Linked DNA regions of Mus musculus: all the other regions are linked to region 1. A link is a contact called in public ChIA-PET and promoter capture Hi-C data. All regions are on one chromosome and are shown on one strand. The core of a region is the stretch at or near the end of the contact, and the rest is flanking DNA. Distances in the headings are between cores, read along the strand shown.

Region 1 (3,335 bases), core at 773-3,272:
ATAAAACCCAAAGCAGATTTGGATTCTTTTCCATTGGAGGTTAGCTGTAGGGAAGGGCTACATTGGAGAAAATGAATGGTCTTCACTTTGGAGGTAAAGAAACCCCAAAACAGGCCTGGTTTATGCAAAATGAGTATAACAATTAATTAGGCAAGAGGCACTTTACACTCTAGGTTCTCTGATTATCTTTGACTGTGCATTTAGTGGTAGTGTTGAGAAAACATGTAGTACAAAAGTTGACCCCAACACGGTAGCAATTAGAAACAGAGCAGACTTGTATAAAAGCACAGGTAGGTTTCTAGGGGTAGCACAAGGTAGTGTGGGAAGAGCAACACTTCCCAGCCTCCTTGCCCCCCTGCCCCCAGTGAGTCGCAGCCACTGAGTATGTGTTCTCTTCTCCTTTGGAGATGACCTCACACCTGTTCTCTTTCCTATACACTCAAATGGAGAACAGCCACTCTTCCAGAACTCAGGTCATATTTCCTGTCAACACTTTATTACATATGGTTTATTTAACAATCTGAAACTATAATGTTGCCTTATACTCCAAAATAAAGGGTGAAAACAAAACCAAGTCTAGCTCTAATGTAAATGAAAGTTAAATAATAGAGATGCTTGATTTTGTGCTATATGTTAAGAAACATACAAAAGGACACAGGGCTTTCTAGGATGTGTATTAAAGATCTACATTACATCAGACATTCTATTTTCTCAAAATAGAATCAAAAGATTGTATAAAATTAGAAAGCTCATTCTGATGAGATAAAAATTAGGAGATAAAAATTGCTAATTAAGGATATTTATAAATATATTTCATTGAAGGTTTACTGCTCCAACCATTCTTTTTTAAATGGTCATCAACAACCTACCAAAAACTGACACCTAAATCACTGGAACCAACTGTCATCTGATTGCAGCAAACTCAGTCTTTTCCCTGTGGTGATTTTAATTAGAATGGCCAGTGTAGGCTCATATATTTGAATACAGGGTACCCAGTTGGTAAATCCAGTTTGAGAAGGATTAGGTGTAGCCCTGTTTGAGGCAAGTATGTTACAGGGTCAAAATTTGAGGCTTCCAAAACCTCTCATTATTCCTAGTGCACTCATTCTTTCTGTTTGAGATGTGAGCTCTCACTGCTGCACTAGCTAACGTGCCTGCTGCTTGCTACCACAGGGCTCTGTCATGGTGGACCCCAACCCTCCGAAACTGTAAGCCCAACCAATTAAACACTTTCTTTTATAAGTTGCTTTCGTCACAGTGTTTTATCACAGAAAACAAACAAACAAACAAACAAACAAAACCCCAAAAAGTAAGTAATATACCCCCTCCACTCTATTCTTTACAAAGTAGCTGGGATGATTTTCATAACATGACAAATCAGTCACTTTAGTAACTACTTCCTTATAACCCTCCAAGTGAGTAATATGATTTATTAGTGACCACCATTACCTTTAAATATAAAGATAGAAATGCTTAAGGCCTAAGAGGGAACATTATAATTTGAACTCTAAATCCCTCCCTAGATTTATCTTACAATGTGCCCCCTCTGTTCTCAACAGTCCAGCATAATTGGCTTTCATTCATTTTCTTCAGTGTACCATATTCTCCTCTGCCAGAGATTTCCTCTGCAGGTAAAATGCTTTAGTGAGGAGATGGGGCCTGGTTTGAATTCCCAGTAACACAAACAAACAAACAAACACTTCAGAGAATAATGACGCAGCAAAATGGGGAAAGGAGCTCATGGACGATGTGGTTTATGTTTTCAAAAGCAGTATTTGAGTGTGTGGGGGCCAGAGGAAATTAAAGAACAGAGGTGTGCAAAAGAGCAAGGTGGCAAAGCCTCCAGAAGACTGGCAACTTCCATAAGAAAAAGAGGGCCCTAAGACTGGCAAGCAATAGGGATTAATTACTAGAAGATCCTAAACGGAGCTAAATCCAGCCTTTCAGGCCATGGCAAAGACTTTGGCTGTTAGCTGGCATGAGACAGGAAGCCACTGGATGACTGAGCAGAGAGGCTGTCAAGCTTCCTCTAGCTATGAAATAGATAAAGGGCAAAGGCAGGAAGAAGAATGAAGACAACCGCAAGCACCCAAGACAGCATGGACCAAAGCAGCTGCAGTGGAGGTGGCAAGAATTAGTTTCCAAGTTGAAGATGAAGCCAAGCAGAGGATCTGGGAAGAGGGGGAGACTGCTAAAAAATAAACAAACAAGAAAAACATTAAACCACAAACTCAGAAAATGCAGAGGACACCAAGTAGAGTGAACATAAAAACATCTACTTGGGCAGATACTCAGACAGCAAGAAAATAAAACAAAGAGTAAAATGGCCAAAAGAGCCAGAGGGAGGAGGAGCTAAGATAAGAATTACATCAGAATTTTCTTCCAACCACAAAAAAGGATATAAAGCAAAATGTTTAAATCATTCAGACAAAATCTGCCGCAATATAATTGTGTATCTAGGTCAATTATCCTTCAAAATGAGGGAGAAAAGACTTCTACAAACAACAACTGAACAGATTTGTCATCAACAGGCCTACCTTGCAAGAACTGTGAGATTCTTTAGAAATGACAATGGTTTAAACCATAAACTTCACTTTTCCTTTTGCTGATCTAACAAATAACATTTGCTGGAAATGAATACACAACATACCAAAATGTATAAACAAGGAGAACAGAAACAAATCTCTCACATTTGCTTATAATAATAGTACTGTACTGACAGATGATAGCACCTGTCAGTAACTGACAGATCTAATAGGCAAAGCCAGTAAGGACAGGGTTGACCCACACTCAGAGAATATTCCACCAACAACAATAGAATATATATTGTTTTTCAGGGGATATAAAAATTTACCAACAGAGTAAATACTCTATACTATAAATACAAGTCTCAATAAATGTAAGGGAATTTAATCCATACAAAATGCCTTTTGTTTTCCACGAAATTGCTATGCTCTGCTGTGGTGAGCCTGCTCCTCTTCCCCATCACTTTTCATCCCTTTTCAATCCATTTCATGGTTTCCTGGCCTCATCTTTGAAACTGATTCCAGTGTGGAATAGTTAACATCCTCATTTCTAATAGATAGTGCTCTATGTAAGAAAGAAAAACTGTCAGAATCCAGTCTCAGTTCCTTTTACAGCTTGACTATATCAATGCTAAAAGTTTAACTTCTGAAGCTTGACTTAATAGTCCATAAACTGTATTAGAATAGATTGGGGAAGGAATGTATATTTAAATGTTTAGGCAGTATTTCTAAAATGATCAATACTTAAACTTGTTATCTTTTCCATAATATAAAAATGCCCCCATTGAATTGTGTCACTAAGACATGATA
Region 2 (3,528 bases), core at 205-2,704, 700 kb after region 1:
TATAACCAGGAGGAGTATGGTATGTATTTCAAAGCTGAAAGCAGTAATCGCACTCCACCCCCACCCCCCACCCCCGTGTGTGTGTTTATTTGTTTATGTGCATTTGGGAAAACATTTGAATGGTCACTTAAATCGAAAAAGATTAGGTATCAGAATTTGATCTTTAGAAAAAAAAAAAAAACAAGAAACACAATCAGAATTTAAGTTTTGTTTGGAAACAGGAATACAGGAAGAAGGCTAAAGCAATCCTGGAAACTGGAGAAATGGCAGAAATTAAAATGAGAATGTTATGACACCCTCACAGTCAATAGGCATCACATTCTTCCCATTTCGCAGGGAAGGAGTTTCCCAAGAAGCTTTCAAATGGCAGGCCAGGATTTAGCTTCAGCAGTTCTTTTTTTGTTTTGGTTTGGTTTTTGGTTTGTTTTTTGTTTGTTTGTTTGTTTTTGTTTGTTTTTGTTTTTCGAGACAGGGTTACTCTGTATAGCCCTGGCTGTCCTGGAACTCACTTTGTAGACCAGGCTGGCCTCGAACTCAGAAATCTGCCTGCCTTTGCCTCCCGAGTGCTGGGATTAAAGGCGTGTGCCAGCCACCACGCCCGGCGCTTCAGCAGTTCTTGACCGAACACTTTGTGTTTCTTTTTGCAAAGCTTGCTCTCCCCTCCACCCCTAGTCAGCATGCAGCTCAAAGGCAGCATGGGATGCAGTTTGTTGATCATTCATAGTCCTTCTCACCTCTCCATCTCTGTCTTCAGAAAGATTCAAGTGAGGACTCACTTCTGGCGCAAACTGTTCCATCAGATGCAAAGACCGGAAGTCTCAAAAAGACCTTGAGGAGCAGACAACTTCCTCTGGTTAGTGCTGTGGTGAGCATTCCACCTCCTTCTCTAAAGCAAGCTACTAAATAACCTTGGCCCCCACTTGGTGCTCAGCCTCTTGCAGCAAGTCTCTACTTTCTTGACAAAAGGAGACTGGAAACTAAGACCTCTACAAAGCATAGCAATTTGCATTTGGTTTCCTCTGAGCATGGCAGACCAACACTGCACACCCACTCCCTATGCCTTTTTGTAAAAGCTGCATGTTCACATACACCCTGGGAACTTGGTGCTTGTGTTTTCTCACACTGCCTGCAGCTTGATTGCTACTCAGATCTCACATCCTTCATGTGGTCCAGCAGCTGCTGACTACTACTATATCCTGCTTCGTCTCACATGCAAGGACACTCGTGAGCTCTGTTGTGCAAACTAATATTTGTACTGGGATTATTTGGCAATAATATTAGCTCCAATAATCTTATTTAAGCCCTGCTCTTATCAACTATTTCCCTTGGCCTTTGTGATATCTGGGAGAGTCGTGTTGGGTATGAAAACCCTTTGGAGGGATGATTTCAGACAGGTTCATATGGTTCAGCCCCCTCCACCCATCAGCAAGGCACCCAGGAAATAACAAGCAGTGACGTAAAGATGTCTCAGAATAAGATGTAAAGATGTAAAGATAAAATATGGGGAAGGTTGACTCTTAGAAAATCGTGGAGCTGGAGAGATGGCCCAGTAGGTGAAGGTATTTATCACCAAACCTGACAGCCTTTGCTCAATCTCCAACCACTTGGTGGGAGGAAACAAAGAACTCCTAAAAATTGTCCTCGGACCTTCACATATGTACCTGTCATACATACATCCATATTCACCCATAAATAGCAATGGTAATTTTAAATTGTTAAAGTTTGTTGAGGAGGCTACAAGAGATTAGGGGTGGAGAAGATGGTTGAGGAGAATCTGCTAAAGCACTTTGAGAACACTAAAGTGACACCTAATATTTTGTATGCTAATTTAAAATTACATTTTAAAACGCTAAAATAAGTTATTTTTTTAAGTCTGATAAGAACAGCACTTAATGCTGAGGCTGTCCTTTATACATATCTTATTAGGATGTGTAGTTTCAAGAGTTCAGCTTACTCCGAAGGGCGTTCTCTCTCTGTGTCTCTCTGTCTGTCTCTCTGTCTGTCTCTCTGTCTCTGTCTCTCTCTCCTGTGTGTGTGTGTGTGTGTGTGTGTGTGTGTGTGTGTGTGTCTGTGTTTAGAACAGAGGACATATTTTGGTAGCTGGTACTTATTTCCATCTTGTTGAGGGTCTTTCAAGAATTCTAGTCTCTAAGCTAGCTGGCCCTGGTTTCTGCCTCTCATCTTGCCATGTGAGTGCTACATCTTAACATTTTTTTGTTTACGTGGGTTCCAGGGATCAAATTCAGGTTTTCATGTTTGTACAGCTAGAACTTTTAACTGTCTCTGGACCCCGAGTTTGGGGACAGGTATTGGTATTGGTACACTACCACCAATATGCTGTGCATCCTGAGAAGAGCTCAGGCTGGTCTCAAGCTCTCTATGGAGAGGGGAATGGTGTTTGAACTCCTGACTCTCCTCTTTTTACTTCCCAAGTGTTTGAATTAGTCATGTACTACCATAGCCTGTTCTTTCTTGTTTGTTTTTATTAATATGTGCTTAGGTGTGTCTGTGTGGAGGTATGCACTCATGAGTGCGGTGTCCATTGAATCAAGAAGTGGTCATCAGATCCCCTAAATCTGGAGTAACACATAGTTGAAAAGTGCCCAGTATGGATGCTTGGAACTGAACTCAGATTCTCTTCAAGAGGAACAAACATTCCTAACCACTCCACTGAGCAATCTCTCTGACCACTATTTCTTCTTTGTCAAGATAAGGTCTCATTTCATAGCCCAGGCTATCCTGGAACTCACTATCAAGAGCAGGCTAACCTCAAACTCATAACAATCCTCCTTTCTCAACCCCGAAAATGCTGTAATTACAAGTGTGAGCCACCACACCCATCACAGTCAATTGGCTTAACTTATGCTGCAGTGAAGAACTTCAGGACAAGTCACTATGAAGCAAAGTTGAAGTCTATTATGCAAAGTAAAGTGTATACTCAGAGAAATGGGCTTGACTCCAGTTGTTAAGAGAAACACATACTGTTAGAATTTGGATGGTATGTTTTATTAACACATCTTAACATAGGGAAGGATTATTCATGTATTTGGAAAGGGCCAAGCATGAAACTCAAGACATGGGTTGATATTTTCTCAGAATAGCTCTTATCGTCCCTTTCTGTCCCTAAATAGTGTTTTCTAGACATATCATAATGTCAGATGCATAATAATAGTGGGCAGTTTTGCAGGTTTGATGATATGGAGATGTCATTATAATTAATCGGGGAATAAGTAATAATCCTCTTGGTTAGACATGTTGGTCTAAGATAGTTATAGGAACTCTGTATGTTTACTGTTGTGGTGATTATATTATGACTGAAACACAGCTCTGCCATAACAACAGACTTCAGCCAATATGGAGTTCACCTCTTGTTTTCCCATGCCTATTAAGCACACCTTATTTGCTTAGGACATGCAGCTAATAGACATAGGGGCATACACACACACATACACACACACACACACACACACACACACACACTGTACATGCTCATGTTTATCTTTTTACATTAGATGACTTTAAATTCTC
Region 3 (3,451 bases), core at 461-2,960, 780 kb after region 1:
GTTTGTCTGGGGGCAGGGGGGCTTTTCTGTACTCAGAAGCAGACAGTACTGCTTAGATCTGGTGTTTTGCTGAAGTGAAATTGTGTGTTCCTTAAAGGGGGAAATAACTTCAGAGGAGGAGGGACCAAAAGCCTAGAGCTGTATTCTTTTTTATATTCTCTTAAAAACAGCACTGCATGGCCCTCAAAATGAGCACCACCAGCATTTCTAGCCAGTTTAAAGAGCAAAATATAGCTGGGTGGTGGTGCACACCTGTGATTCCAGCACTAAGAAGGTAGAGAGAAGCAGGGGGATCCCTGAGTTGGTGCGGATCTGGTCTACACAGCAAGTACCAGAACAGCCAAGGATACATAGTGAAACTTTGTCTAGAAAAAAAACCCAACCAACCATAAAAAAAAGAAGAAAAGAAGAAAAGAAGAAGAAGAAGAAGAAGAAGAAGAAGAAGAAGAAGAAGAAGAAGAAGAAAGCAAAATGTAGTTTAGAAAAGAAAGTGCTATGCAATAAAATGTAATTGGTAATGTGAGAGTCAGATTTACCTACTTCGTTTCTTAAAAGGAAGGGTTGTGTCTTTATGACCAGCTGTACAGGGACTTCAGTTATTCTCAGCATAGGCTAAATATGTAGCAAAATGATTTTGAAGCTTCAAATCTCATCGAATGCCAATAGTTTTAAATTGGTAATGCTCCAAATGTCTTATACAGTTTCCTTGTGTTTGAGCCAGTCAATTCAACACACATTCTGAACACATTCCTGACAGTTGTAAAGTAGAAAGGAAATATTCTAACAACTTACAAAGTTCCTATACTCGTTGAAAACTGACTATGAATTTGCCTCCTGCTGCAATAGACGTTGCCTGGTGAGTTAGAGTTTTAGCAATGCCATATATTCAACAGCAATGATACAACATTGGTAAAAACTGGTATCAAAATGCCAAGCATCAAACTGGAAAACTCAAACTCGGTAAAATGTAAAGCTTGAGGTTCAGCCAAGCATTCCTGGGAACACAGGCAAAAACCCCAGCAATCTCCTTCTAAGAACGCGACTGAAATAAAACTCTAGCTGGCAATCTCTGAGCCTGTCAATATGGGTTGAAATTTCTAGAAAAGTTGCCCAACAAGAAGCGTGGCCCGAGCCAGGAAACATCACTAACCGCCTCCCAAAAGGACAGCAAAGACCGCACAGGATGCTGCACGGTTCTTGGACTTGGCAACACCGGGCCAGGAGGGTGTGGACCCGCCAGACAAGGTCGGTTCCGCGAAGCCAGCGCCCCAGCCCTCGGCTCACCGGGGGTTAGCCTGGGGTGCTCCCTCCCACGACCACGGCTCGCATACCGCGCAGGCGCCCCTCCACCTCCGACTCCGGAGCCTTCGGGACTGGCCGTCGCCCCTCGCCGTGCCCACAACCCCGCGCGCGAGGCCACCCAGCGCCAGCAAGGACGGCGTTCCCCTTCAGCTAGTCCGTCCGCAGCTACCCAGTTCTGTCTAGCCCAGAGCCTCCGGCCCTCGCTCCGCTCCTCCCGGGACAAAACCGCCCCGCCACGTCCGCAACATCCCCGCCCCTTCCCTAGGCCGGGCCCCCGCAGCCTTACCCCGAACCCAACAAGCACAAGCCTAGAAATAGCAACTCCGACTCCAGGCGACTGAGTGACTGATAGGCGGCAGCACGTTCACGACACTTTCACGATTGCCGTAAAGAGGGGGGACTCAGAAAAGGTTGAGGCGCGCCTCCGAGCTACTCGGGAGCGCGCCCCGGGGCTCCGCCCAGGCTCCTACAGTGGGCCTGTTCTGCACTTTGAGGCTGGAGCTGGCTGGTCGGGGACAGGAAAGAAGGTGAGTGGGAGGGGGAAAAGTGCCTGGCCTGGCGCTCGGCAGGTTTTCTACTTGGGTGCTGTGTCGAAGTGTGGTTCGCAAGCCAAGAGCGAGGGCACAACGCGAGCCCCCTTGGTCCCACGGGCGCGCGAGCCACGCGAACCTCGGTAGCTTCACCTGGTTCCGTGAACTTCGTGACACCCACGACTAGAGTCGCGAGCCAGCTCCGGGAACCCACGAATCACGGGAGATGACAACTAGGCTGAGGTCTCCGCGTCCTACTTTTTCTCTTCTTTAGTACCTCTACCACCACTTCATCCCAAGCGATGCGTCGTGCCAAGCATGGTGTCCCTTATATTTTTCTGGTGCCAGGGACAGTGAAACTCTTGTACTACAAGACTTAGGAGTGTGTGTGCAAGGGGTTGCTTTTGTTGAATCAACTAAGGAAACCTTTGCCCTAATACCCTTTGTCATCCCTGTGCCCTTATTTCTACTTGGTTGGGGCTGAGGAAGTTCAAAACTGAGACCAGTGGTGACCTTGTGTTTACACAGAGCTCTGTCTCCACCCCATGATTGTGTTTCAAAGGGAGTGGTCCCTAGTTGAAAGGAAATCACAAGTCCTGGGAATCCTAACAGCTGCTTTCCTTTGTAAAGCACTGAGACAGGAATAAGTTTTCCAGCTTTCCCAATTTTAATTTACATACCGAATGCAACATTTTTTTAATCTATCGGGGCTGCGTTATCAAATTTTAATTTATTGGCAGTGAAACTAGATGCTTTGAGATTAGCCATTGGAAAATGTTACATTTGTCAAGAGGCCATATTAGAATTTAGGAAAATAGTCCTTGTTATGCTTTGTTTGTGGCCTGATATTTCTATTCGCCTCTGAAAAAAACCTGGGGCCACCTGTTCATTCACTTGGAACATCCAGAGTTTACACTTTTGTTATTCTTTAGTTATTACCACTTAGAAGAGACAACATTAAAAAGGTTCTTTTTATTACCAGTGGCTTTTAAATGCTTATGAAAATAAAAAATGTAACTGGATTTCTGACTCATGGAGCTTCAAAGTAAGCAGAGGAGATGGGTAAGAGATGCAAAAAAATTTGTTAAATATCCTTACTGTTGTGTGAAGTTTTCTTATATATTTTTAAGTCATCTTAAAGCTTTCTTTTTTGGTTCTGGAAATTGAACTTAAGGCCTCTTGTTTGCTATGCAAACACTCTTTAAAAGGGTTCTTGAATGCTTTGACCCATAAAATAGTTAAACATTACACTCGTAATCCTGTTGGTCTGAGACTGCTCTCACGTTTCCTTTTTGGAGGGGAAGGCACTGGACAGTTGTTAGTCTTCCATGTTACTCTTCCTGTCTACTTTGGTTTCTCACTTGTCTCCGAAAGACTCTTAACAATATTTTAAGCCCTGCCTTGCTTCTAAGCAGTCAGTTTAAACAGCTAGAATCTTCAAAGCCTAAACACATACAAGTATTTAATACCTCAAAAAAATTATATGCAGCCATGTATGGGTAGTTATGACTGCAATTTATGAATTGTTATAGTATTTTATACTTATATTTCACATAGAATACTACATCCCAGAAATTTGAAATTTGCCTGAAACTCAATAATTAGAAAGTGTTAATTAT

The links. Promoter capture Hi-C pulls out the DNA fragments that hold promoters and counts their contacts. ChIA-PET counts read pairs in DNA pulled down with a chosen protein or histone mark.
Region 2: an RNA polymerase II ChIA-PET map of effector CD8 T cells shows a contact between it and region 1, with 17 read pairs. The contact joins two enhancer-like sites. A contact is called at or near these places in 2 of 115 datasets of contacts at active chromatin or transcription factors (effector CD8 T cells and memory CD8 T cells).
Region 3: a contact with region 1 is called in a promoter capture Hi-C map of pre-B cells, with 2.1 times the contacts expected there. The contact joins the promoter of Cept1 here to the enhancer-like site in region 1. A contact is called at or near these places in 5 of 39 promoter capture datasets (the 3T3-L1 cell line, the C10 cell line, hematopoietic stem and progenitor cells and 2 more) and 1 of 115 datasets of contacts at active chromatin or transcription factors (extraembryonic endoderm stem cells).

What each region holds. Positions count from the first base shown.
Region 1 is chr3:105,761,614-105,764,948 of GRCm38.p6, forward strand. All of the region lies in intron 1 of Rap1a (RAS-related protein 1a), which reads right to left. Among named protein-coding and RNA genes, the nearest start is that of Rap1a, 38 kb to the right of the region's middle. Within about 2 kb of position 2,023, at least 80 of the 459 cell types and tissues checked have an H3K27ac peak or open chromatin away from gene starts, as enhancers often do. A contact at or near this core is called in effector CD8 T cells, hematopoietic stem and progenitor cells, liver and 2 more, where this site is marked.
Region 2 is chr3:106,461,262-106,464,789 of GRCm38.p6, forward strand. No RefSeq gene overlaps it. Among named protein-coding and RNA genes, the nearest start is that of 2010016I18Rik, 23 kb to the right of the region's middle. Within about 2 kb of position 1,455, at least 74 of the 459 cell types and tissues checked have an H3K27ac peak or open chromatin away from gene starts, as enhancers often do. A contact at or near this core is called in effector CD8 T cells and memory CD8 T cells, where this site is marked.
Region 3 is chr3:106,546,092-106,549,542 of GRCm38.p6, forward strand. Cept1 (choline/ethanolaminephosphotransferase 1) reads right to left here and starts at 1,711. Exons shown (of 9, transcript NM_133869.4): 1 at 1,589-1,711. Dram2 (DNA-damage regulated autophagy modulator 2) reads left to right here and starts at 1,707. Exons shown (of 9, transcript NM_026013.3): 1 at 1,707-1,829.